Regions from separate parts of the Sus scrofa genome. Here region 1 is linked to region 2. The links are chromatin contacts, called in public Hi-C maps. All regions are on one chromosome and are shown on one strand. Each heading gives the region's core, a stretch centred on a gene start, on an enhancer-like site or on the middle of the called end of the contact. The rest is flanking DNA. Distances are from core to core; before and after follow the strand shown. Region 1 holds the start of RPS3 (ribosomal protein S3). Region 2 has its middle 8.9 kb from the start of SLCO2B1.

Region 1 (4,462 bases), core at 231-2,730, 200 kb before region 2:
AGTATAAATGTTGTATGAGAAAGCTAGAATTAGGATTTTTTTTAAATGCAGTTTAAAAAAAAAAAATCACATATTCTAAGGTTCACTGGTTGTCCCAAGTTTGCAGAATAAACCATCTTAATGCCAACAACAATTATGGGTGACGGCCTGGAACACAAGTTTTTACCTGGTGGCCAAGATAATGATTTCTGTCCTAGTTGGTGTAACTCGAACTTCAACTCCGGAGTACCCATCTTCAGCCAGCTCCCGAGTAAGAAATTCATTCAGTTCAGCTTTGAAGATGCCATCAGCGACAAACTAACCAAAGAAGGAAATTCAAAGTGAGGACATGGGTGCAGGCTCACTTTCCTAGTCCAGTCTTTCAGCCAATGCAACCTTCATTAAAACTCAACACCTCCAACAGAGGACCCATCATCAATCATATTATCTGTGTTCCAGAAGGAACAGAGTAACCCTTCTCAGACAAATGCCTCTAGGTCATCTTTTGGAAGTCACTTTGACCCAGGGCCCTTTGAACTGTGCCACAGAACGCAACACAGAGCAGGGGCTACCTGGTCAAAGAGAACACCTCCAGTCAGACTCGTCATCTTCTCGTCATTGAAGGGTTTAAAAACTGTTATTAGCATGTACCCACGCTAAACAAAAGCAGCTCTAAAACGACCCATTTAGAACTAACTCAGCACAAGTGAGACACTGTTTGCACCCAGGGAGTTAAGCAGCCTCACCTGTAAACACAGTTCGGCTCAGCAGAAGACGCTCAGCCACTTTAATCTTGCCTTAACTGTACCCACGTGTGTTTCGGAAAGCTGGCAAATCCTCACTCACAAAAGCGTGTGGATTGCACTGTAACACCAACGTTATGTACTCACAAAATGACAAAGTGCCTCAAACCGAACGGACTTCACACAGTTCTCTCCCATGGAAAGATCAGTTCAGTTAAACTCGAGGAAGCGTTCTTCTCAGGTCCCCGCCCTCCCTTTCCCCAGAACTTTTCCTTGGCCCCAAGTGGAAAAAATGCCAAAAGCCTTCTCAAAACTGAGGTCTGTGAGGCAGAAGGCTGCACGCAGAAACGATTAATGAGAAGGCAAATATACTGCTACCTCCCTCTCCCGAAGCCCCGCTAAGATGCGGGGAACGGCTCACGGCCTCAAACACCACACGTTTCCTAACGGTACGGACTGACCAAGAAATGCTCACAAGCGCCTTCTCCGGGGCAGGAGGGGCCCCCGGTGCTCATCTCTGCTCTCCGTCCAAACCATCTCCGCCATACTGCGCCGGCCCGGCTCGGGCCTGCGCTCCATCCACCTCCATCCTCGGCCCTCGGGAACCCCACGCGGCCCGCCGCCAGGGGAAGAGGAAGGAGCCGCGGGCCTCGCGACGACCCCCAGAAAAGCTCCTGGCCCGCGCGGCGCCACAGCTCCTGGCATCCGGGCCCCGAGATCTCACCTTCCTCTTCTTGGAAATCTGCACCGCCATCTTGCCGCCGCGCGCAGCCGAAAGAAAAAGAAGGGGCGAGTGGCCGGAAGTGCGTATAAAGAGCGCTGCGCGACGACAAAGAACTGCGCGACGTCGACGTCTGTGGGCGCTCAAGGGAAATGTAGTTTTTACTTCCGGGAGGCGGTAAAAGAGAAGAGTAGCGTGATGGAGACACCTGTAGGCAGAAACGCGAAAGGGAGGAGATCAAGCGAAACGTCAAAACTGTCTGAAAGAAGTGGATGAATTAAAGGGACATACTGTGGACCTGATGTGTCTTGGTGATGGATTGAGGCTGAGGGGAGTTGAGAATGATGTTGCCGGTTTCTGACTTCAGGGCTGGATGTTAGTGACCACCCTCACGGAGGTGAGGAAACCAGGAACAGGCTTTTTTCTCCGTGTGTCATCTCCTTCTGGCACTTCCTCCAGGATTGGGTCTCTCCTAGTTGCTCCCATCACCATAACAGTCATCTCACTGGGTTGGAATGACCTGTTTATATATTTCTTCCACTACTGTAAGCTTAGGATACGGCCTGGTTCAGGCCCAGTGTCAACAAAAGTTTGAATAGCAAACAAATCAATGCATGGATTCTGGTTTTCGAATTGTTCTTGGTACTGTGGTTCAGATGAATTTGCTCACAAGTGCCATATCTTACCCGGGAGGCCCACAAAACCGAGTTGGAGAGACTCAAAGCTGAGGATCAGACCTCGGCAAGTTCTTTGCACCAACGTCACGTCTGGAGTTTTCATGGTGGCTCATCTGCTGTCTCTCCCCAGTGACACAGAGGATGCCTGCCTGGGTATGGTTCTCTGGTCCCAGGAAAAAGCCCATGAAGGAAGCTTTTATCTTTATCATCATAATGCCTTTTATTTTATCTATTTTAAGAGATATTATATTACTCAGAATAACACTGTAAAAATACTAGTATCGGACATTCCCACTGTGGCTCAGGGAAAACAAATCTGACTAGCATCCGTGGGGACACAGTTTTGATCCCTGGCCTCACTCAGTGGATTAAGGATCTGGCGTTGCTCTGAGCTGTGGTGTAGGTCACAGCTGCAGCTCTGATTCGATCCCTCACCTAGGAAACTCCAGGTGCCATGGGTGCAGCCCCAAAAAGCAAAAAAATTAAAATTAAAATACATGCATAAAAACATTTAAAAAGAGAAGCAAATTAAAACAACACAACACTCTTCTGGTTAAGCAAACATTTCAGGACACATGTTTTCAGATTTCCCTCCAGGCAGTGAGATGTCCTGTGGCGAATGGTGTGCACTTTCAGCGTCACACAGATGGGGTCACTGCCGTGCACAGGTGCCATGGAGGATGCTCTGTTCTGCTGGGAGGGTGCCAAGGGAGCAGACAGCTTGGTCAGAGGCAGGGCAGTGGGGAAAATGATGAAGCCAGCTCAATCAGTTTCATGTCTCAGTGCTACTATTTACAAGCTTCAGGCAAGTCACTAAACCTTTTTGTCTCATATTCTTCATCTGGAAAGTGCTCATTAACCTCTGAGGATTTCTGTGATTGAATTAGATGGTGGCTTTAAAGCACTCAGCATAGTGCCCAGCACGTGGAAAGCATCCGTTATATGGGACAGATCATCACTGCTTTTAGTGCAAATAAACACCTTGGCATTTTGGTTTCAATGTTTTTGGTTAGGGTGAGTCATCTTGCCATCACTAACACGTGGGCCCACACCTCTGCTTTTTGCAGAAGCCGCTACACACCAGCACCTTCCATTCTCACACATGCTGGGCACTATCTGCTGTGGGTAGAAGGATGATACCGCAATAATGCTTAAGGCAGAGAAATCAAAAGAAAGAGGTGGGGAAAACTGAGTCAGAGACCAGACACTGGAAGAAGAAAGACTTGGCCAAGGGAGAGAAAAAGACCAGGGAGATCTCCACTCATCAAGCTTTTTCCAAGGGTGTAAGATCAGCATCTGGTTTGGAGAGGTGGGGGCCAAGGACAGCTGTATCAGGGACCTGCCCGGGGCCATTACGGGCTAGGAGGGAGAGGGCAGGGGCTGGGCAGGCAGGTCAAAATGACCAGCTGAACCTTTCCTGGGCGTGGATGGAGGAGGCGGGTTACCAAGCCCAGCTCAAGGAGAGGGACACAGCTGGAATACCAGAGACAGTAAGTTTGTCCAATTGATTTTATCTGGGCTTTTGTTTGGTTGGTTGGTTGGTTGGATTTTTTTGTTTTTTGGTTGTGCCCATGGTATGTATTGGTTTCCGGGCCAGTGATCGAACCCATGCCGCAGCAATGACTGGAGCCACTGTAGTGACAATACCAGATCCTCAACCCCCTGCACCACAGGTGGGTGGCCAGTTGATTTTTTTGTTTGGTTTGGTTTGGTCTTTCTAGGGCCGCACCGGGGCATATGGAAGTTCCCTGCCAGGGGTCCAATCTGAGCTGAAGCCTAACTGCCTAGGCTACAGCCAGGGCAACCGCCAGATCTGCGCGGTGTCTGCGACCTATACCACAGCTCACCGCAACGCCAGATTCTTAACCCACTGAGCGAGGCCACGGATCGAGCCCATATCTTCAGGGATACTAGTAAGGTTTCTTACTGCTGAGCCACGACGGGAACTCCGCAGTTAATTTTTGAACTTGGAAATTCCGCCTTTCCTAAACCAGCTTTCCAAATGCTCTGCTACCTCGCCCTCTGGCGGCCACAACTGGCAACTACAGCGCGTTGGTCCCCCCTCCTTCCCAGAAAGGGGCGGGGCTGCAGTTCTCCCCAGTAGACACGCTGCCCACCCCTTCGACTGGTCCGCTAGCCAAGGGGGCATCTTTGGCTGACCTCATTCAAGGGGCTGAAAATGTGGACCAACACAGAGCTGGGGAGGTGGACGCCCTCCACAGAAACAAGAGGCAGGAGGCTGGCTTCCCAGGATTTGACTAGTGGACTCCACGACCTCAGGACTGACTCCACTGAGGGGACCAAAGAACAAGAACAAATGGTAACAAGCCAGGGCTACCAAC
Region 2 (5,025 bases), core at 1,987-4,486:
GCCCTGCCTCCAGCTGAGTAAACAGCTAGTCCTGCCCCTCTGGTCATTATTCATTCAGCACGCCTGCCCGCTCTAGGTCCAACCACATGCCTGGCTCCCCGTAGGGACCTGCAAGCCCCCTGCTGTGCACAGCACACTTGCGTTAGCTCTGTAGCCTCACCCTTTGCAATGCCTCTCCCTTACTTTGTCTGGACTTACCTATCCGGGGTCCCATGACTTCTGGGGTGCGCTGTTTCAATCTCAGGACTGGAGCTCAGCAGGAGAGAGGAAGCGCAGACCTCTCGAGGGCTCCTGGAGATGGGGATGCCCGGCGTGGGGACTCCAGGCACCAGGTCGGTCGATGCTTCTTGGCCACACAGGACAGCAGCCACCTCTCAGCCTCCCACCGAGTACGGGCTAAGAAGTCCTGCTCAAACTTGACTGCACTCCCCAAGTGCCTATGTCACTTGTTCCTTCTCTCTCTCTTTCTCTGAATTCCTCTGATTTCTGGCCAGGGCAGCCCGGGGCTAGAGTTGTGTAGGAGGCTGGGTCTGTTTAGATCCAGCCCCACGGATGGGAGGAGGCTGCTGACTAGCCTCCCCTCCGCCTGTTCCTTCCCAGCCCCTAGGCTTGGCATTTCCCCTGGATGTTTTCTCCTACTAGCGGTGGAGCTGGAGCCGTGAGGGGCCCCGCAGAGGGGAAAGCGGCTGGGCCGGGCCCTCCCAGGCCTGGGGTCATTCAGTGCTGATTTTCCTGAGTCTCCTCTCTGCACCCCCATTCTCACTCCCAGCCTCCCCCCCACCAAACTGTTGTCCCCGTCCTGGTACCTTTCCCACCCTCCATGAGCCCCAGGCAAGCCCCTTTCCCTCTCTGTCCCCCTTCACAGAACCTCTGTCCCCCTTAAGCTCTCATCCTCTCCCATCGAACCCCAAATCCTGTCTCCTCTCTGGGCTCCACAAACCCAGAGCAAGGAAGGACCCTATCCCCTGGGAATCAGAGTGGCCAGCGCCTGCAGGAGGGATGGCGGGGTGGGGGATGGGGGTGGGTGGGGGGCGGGGAGGGGTAGCAGGGGATGACTCATGGTAGCAACTCCCTAAGTAAGACGATCTCAGTGGAGGGGGCTGGAGAACAGAAGGGCACATATAACACCGGCCCAGGATTTTGGGGACTGTAGCCTGAGGATGGAGGCCTTGGAGCCAGACCCTCTGAGTCCCATCTCAGCCTTGTCATTTACCAGTCAAGTGCCTCAGGCAAGTCCCTGCACCTCTCCTGGTGTCAGCTGCCTCATCTATAAAGAAGGAGCAATCGTCCTCCCTTGCAGGGCTGCTGTGCAAGTTCAGTGAGTGAGAACGAAGCCAAGCCTGAGGCCCGGAGCTCTGAGAAGGTAGCAGCAGAGATGGGGCTCAGAACAGGGCAGCAAGAGGGACAGCAAATCTGGTTTGCTCCTTCCAGGTTGCTCAGCACTTTCACGCGTGAGGTCCTGTTGGGGCCTCCTAGTGGCAGAGGGCGCCGGGCACCTCTTCCTCCACTTTGCTGATGAGATGTTGAGTCTCAGTAACCATCCAGAGGCCACCTTTTAGTAAGTGGTAGGGTTGTGCCTTGAACCTCTGATGCCAGGAACCAGGCTTTTTCCTCTGCCCAGGCTGCGATTTTCTGAGGAAGACCTCTGGGTTTCCCCAAATCCAAGATACAGAAGTGAACCCAACTCGCTTCTGAGAATAGAGTGATATGAGGAGGTGGAATTGGAGTCCAGCTTTGGAGGTGCAATGACAGACAGACATCAGCCCCACTTGGCTCCTAGTGGCTGTATGGGATGCTAGAAGGAGGTGGGGTGTATCTGAAATAATCAGATCAGCCTGGCACATAGTAGGCCTTCAACTGATACTCATAGTGTGAATCTCCGAGAATCCAGAAATTGGAATGGAAGACCATCACTTGGGGAAAGGTCAACAGTTGGCTTGGGTTGATAGAAAAACCAGACCCCCATCCTGCTTAAAATCAGGGTCTCTTAAGCAAACTGGCCTAAGAGCAAATTGACTCTCTCTTTAAATCCTTCAGACTGAAGTCCACCCACAGAGTCGGGCAGAGGTGCAGACTTCCAGACTCCAAAGTGCAGGTGCACGGTTGAGAGAGGGAAGGTCCCTTTAGACTTTCTGGAGGCTTACTCACCTCCATCTTGGTCCTGAGGACTGCGTATGGGGTGGCATAATCTGGGTATAGGCTGGGACCAGCGTGGCTGGCTACGTTCACTTCATCAGTCTTTGAGCACAGCAATGCACACCATCCTGCAGGGCACGGAACATGCAGTAACCTCAGGCATGAGGGAACTTCATTGATGATTCCAGCCTTCCCAGGCTAACACAGCCGAGTCCAAGTATATTCCCAAACTTAGCTGTAGAACAGGAGCAAGAGTCCAGTCCCCAGAACCTTCTGGGAGTTAGATTAACAGGACTTCAGACAGTTCTTGGGCTGATCCTGCAGGGAGGTCCCACTCTGGGTGGCCCGGGCTGGAGGTTCAACCAAACTGGTTTGCGCCCCACCTTTGCCACTTGTGGTATGGTGTTTGCCGAGCCCCGTGCATTTGACAGAGCCCCGTGATGTGTGTGCATGGCAGCACCATCCATGGAGTCCCACAGTTTGCAAAGACAGACACCCTTTTTTTAAAGTCCCACACTGTTGGCAAAGCCTGGCATGGTTTGCAGAGTGCTGCAGCTTCCAGGGCTCTGCGACGTTGGTACAGCGTCTTGCGCTGGAACTGATGCTGCTTGTGAAACCCTAGGCTGTTTGCAGAACCCAAGCCCTTCTGCTCTTTAAGTCAACCCACGTGGGAAAATGCCTTTTTGCCAATGAGACAAAATAGGAGACTCCTCATTTTGTAGAACCATCTGAATTTGGGTACAAGGGAAGGGTCCTGGGCTCCAGCCTCAAGACCTCAGTTCTGGTCCCAGATCAGTCGCTACCTCGCTGTGGGACTTGGAGCAAGTCCTGTCTCCTCTCCGGGCCTCAGTCTTCTCATCTGTTAAATGGAAATGGTGACATCAAACCACCCACCCTCAGAACTGTTAGGAAGGTCACTGTAAAGACGCCTGGAGGATGGGGAGCAGAGCGGGGGCGGGGGGAAGAGGAAGAGTGGCCAGAGGCCCCTTCCTGAAAAAAGGCTCCAAACTCAAATGGCCACATCAGCATGTTTACTCCCACTTCCCTGTGGCCTGGCAGCTGGGGAGCGGATATCTATAAATGAGCCCTGGGCTAGGCAGACAAGTAACGGCCTCAGCGCCTCAGCCATCCCTACCCCAGATGCTGCCTGGGGGTCTGACCCCCAGCTGTGCTGACATCCTCTTACGCCTGGCTCATTAGATCTGCCCCTAGAAGGCAGTGTCATATTTATTTCACCCATGAGGCCTCTGACACGCAGAGAGGCCATGTGACTTGCCCAGGGCTATCTGTCAAGCAGATATCCGGGGCTAGGATCTGCGCCAAGGGCACCAAGGCTAGATGCATGGTAGTAAGAAGGTCAGAGCAGGGAAGAACTGGGAGCTCACTTGATGCAATGCCTCCCTTCTTCAGATTGGGAGACTGAGGCCCCGAGAGGGACAGGCTCTGATGTTTTGTGACCACGAAGAAGTCACAAATCTCTCTCTGGGCTTTAGTTTCTTCCCCTAGTGGAGGAGAAAGAGACCCCCTCCTGCCAAGGGTTCAGGACTTTCCCCTCTTTGTTGGCATGGCTCCTGGATCGGAAGGCAGCAAATTTCCCAACAGGGTAAAAGGGAAAACATGGATCTGCAGGCAGGTGGCCGTCCGGCCTGGCCACCCAGCCCTCCCCACCCTGGCTCAGCACACCCACCCTTGCACAGCCCATGCCGTGCTCCCTGCAGCCTAATTGGCCTGGAGTTTCTTCCTGGAGAAGCCCTTTTGCCCTAACAGCAGCCTTCCCCTAAGAACACCTGCCTCCACCTCTCAGCGGCCTCTCCCTCCAGCTCAGAGAGAACACGTTCTCTGCTAGAAACTCTGCATCCCTCCCTGAAAGCAGCAGCCCTGCGTCCCAGACAGAGCATGAGCTTGGGCCTCAGCTGCTTCAGTCTTGACTCAGTAAGAAGATCTCTGAGACTCAACTTCCTCACATGAAAAGATGTCAAGAAACCTGGCAGGGCTCTACTAAACCCAATCATCTCACCCTCTCATCAGTCTGGGTGTTTGAAGTTCTCCCAGGAGACTGTAAACTCCCCAGTGGCCAAGCTGGGTGACCTGAGACCAGTCGCTTGCCCTCTCTGATCCCCAGTGCCTTTGTCTGTGAAATACCTTCCAGGGCTGTCCAAAGGCTCAGAGGGGTTGATGGATTGTGCTCGCTCCGTCTGAGAGCTGAGCAGACATAAGCCGATATTAATATGGCGATGATGTAATGATGATGAGTCTCGGAATTCTGGAAGCAGAGGATGAGGAAGAAGCAAATGAGATGCGTGCCAGGTCAGTCTGACCTCATTGACAACCCCATGCGAATCAATCACTGCGAAGGCCCTCTGAAGCGGAAGGGCGCTCACGGGCGAAATGGGGGCTCACGGGCAGTGGGGGCGGGTGGGTGGGGGGAAGTTATTAGCAGCTACTGTTCTCTGAGTGCTGCCCGCTATGCCCTCTCACAGGGCCCAGACTGGACACTGGCTGGCCCGTGGTCCCCAGCCCTGGGTCTGCCACTCACACACGCCCTGGCATTGGTCAGGGCCTCTCTCCTGCCTGGTCCTCAGTGTCCTTATTTAAAGCGGTGAGAGTGGGCTCACTCTGCTCTGCCCGGCTTTGGGGAAGGAACCTGGGAGCTGATGGATGTACCGCTGCTTTTGTAAAGTGCTAAGTACGGGACATGAGGGATGATGGTTATTAATAATCCTGCTCCTGGGAGAGAGGGCATGGGGGAGGGGATGCAGCAGAGGCTGGGGGAGGGGAGTGAGCATCTGCCCCTGGCCGTCAGGGCCTCAGCGCCCCGCAGACTTTGTAACACTGCCCCCTGGGGGTCAGAGAGGAGGTCTGTGCCCCTGGCTCTTCCAGGAGAGTCCA

What was found. A called contact is a pair of places that touch in the nucleus more often than the background predicts.
Region 1: a contact with region 2 is called in a Hi-C map of retroperitoneal adipose tissue, with 1.5 times the contacts expected there. The contact joins the promoter of RPS3 here to the enhancer-like site in region 2. A contact is called at or near these places in 4 of 47 Hi-C or Micro-C datasets (epiblast stem cells, liver, omental adipose tissue and 1 more) and 1 of 2 datasets of contacts at active chromatin or transcription factors (alveolar macrophages).

Annotation. Positions count from the first base shown.
Region 1 is chr9:9,622,293-9,626,754 of Sscrofa11.1, reverse strand. RPS3 (ribosomal protein S3) reads right to left here and starts at 1,480. Exons shown (of 7, transcript NM_001044601.1): 1 at 1,447-1,480; 2 at 167-297. The coding sequence starts at 1,476.
Region 2 is chr9:9,422,577-9,427,601 of Sscrofa11.1, reverse strand. No RefSeq gene overlaps it. Among named protein-coding and RNA genes, the nearest start is that of SLCO2B1, 8.9 kb to the left of the region's middle. Within about 2 kb of position 3,236, at least 17 of the 83 cell types and tissues checked have an H3K27ac peak or open chromatin away from gene starts, as enhancers often do. A contact at or near this core is called in alveolar macrophages, liver and retroperitoneal adipose tissue, where this site is marked.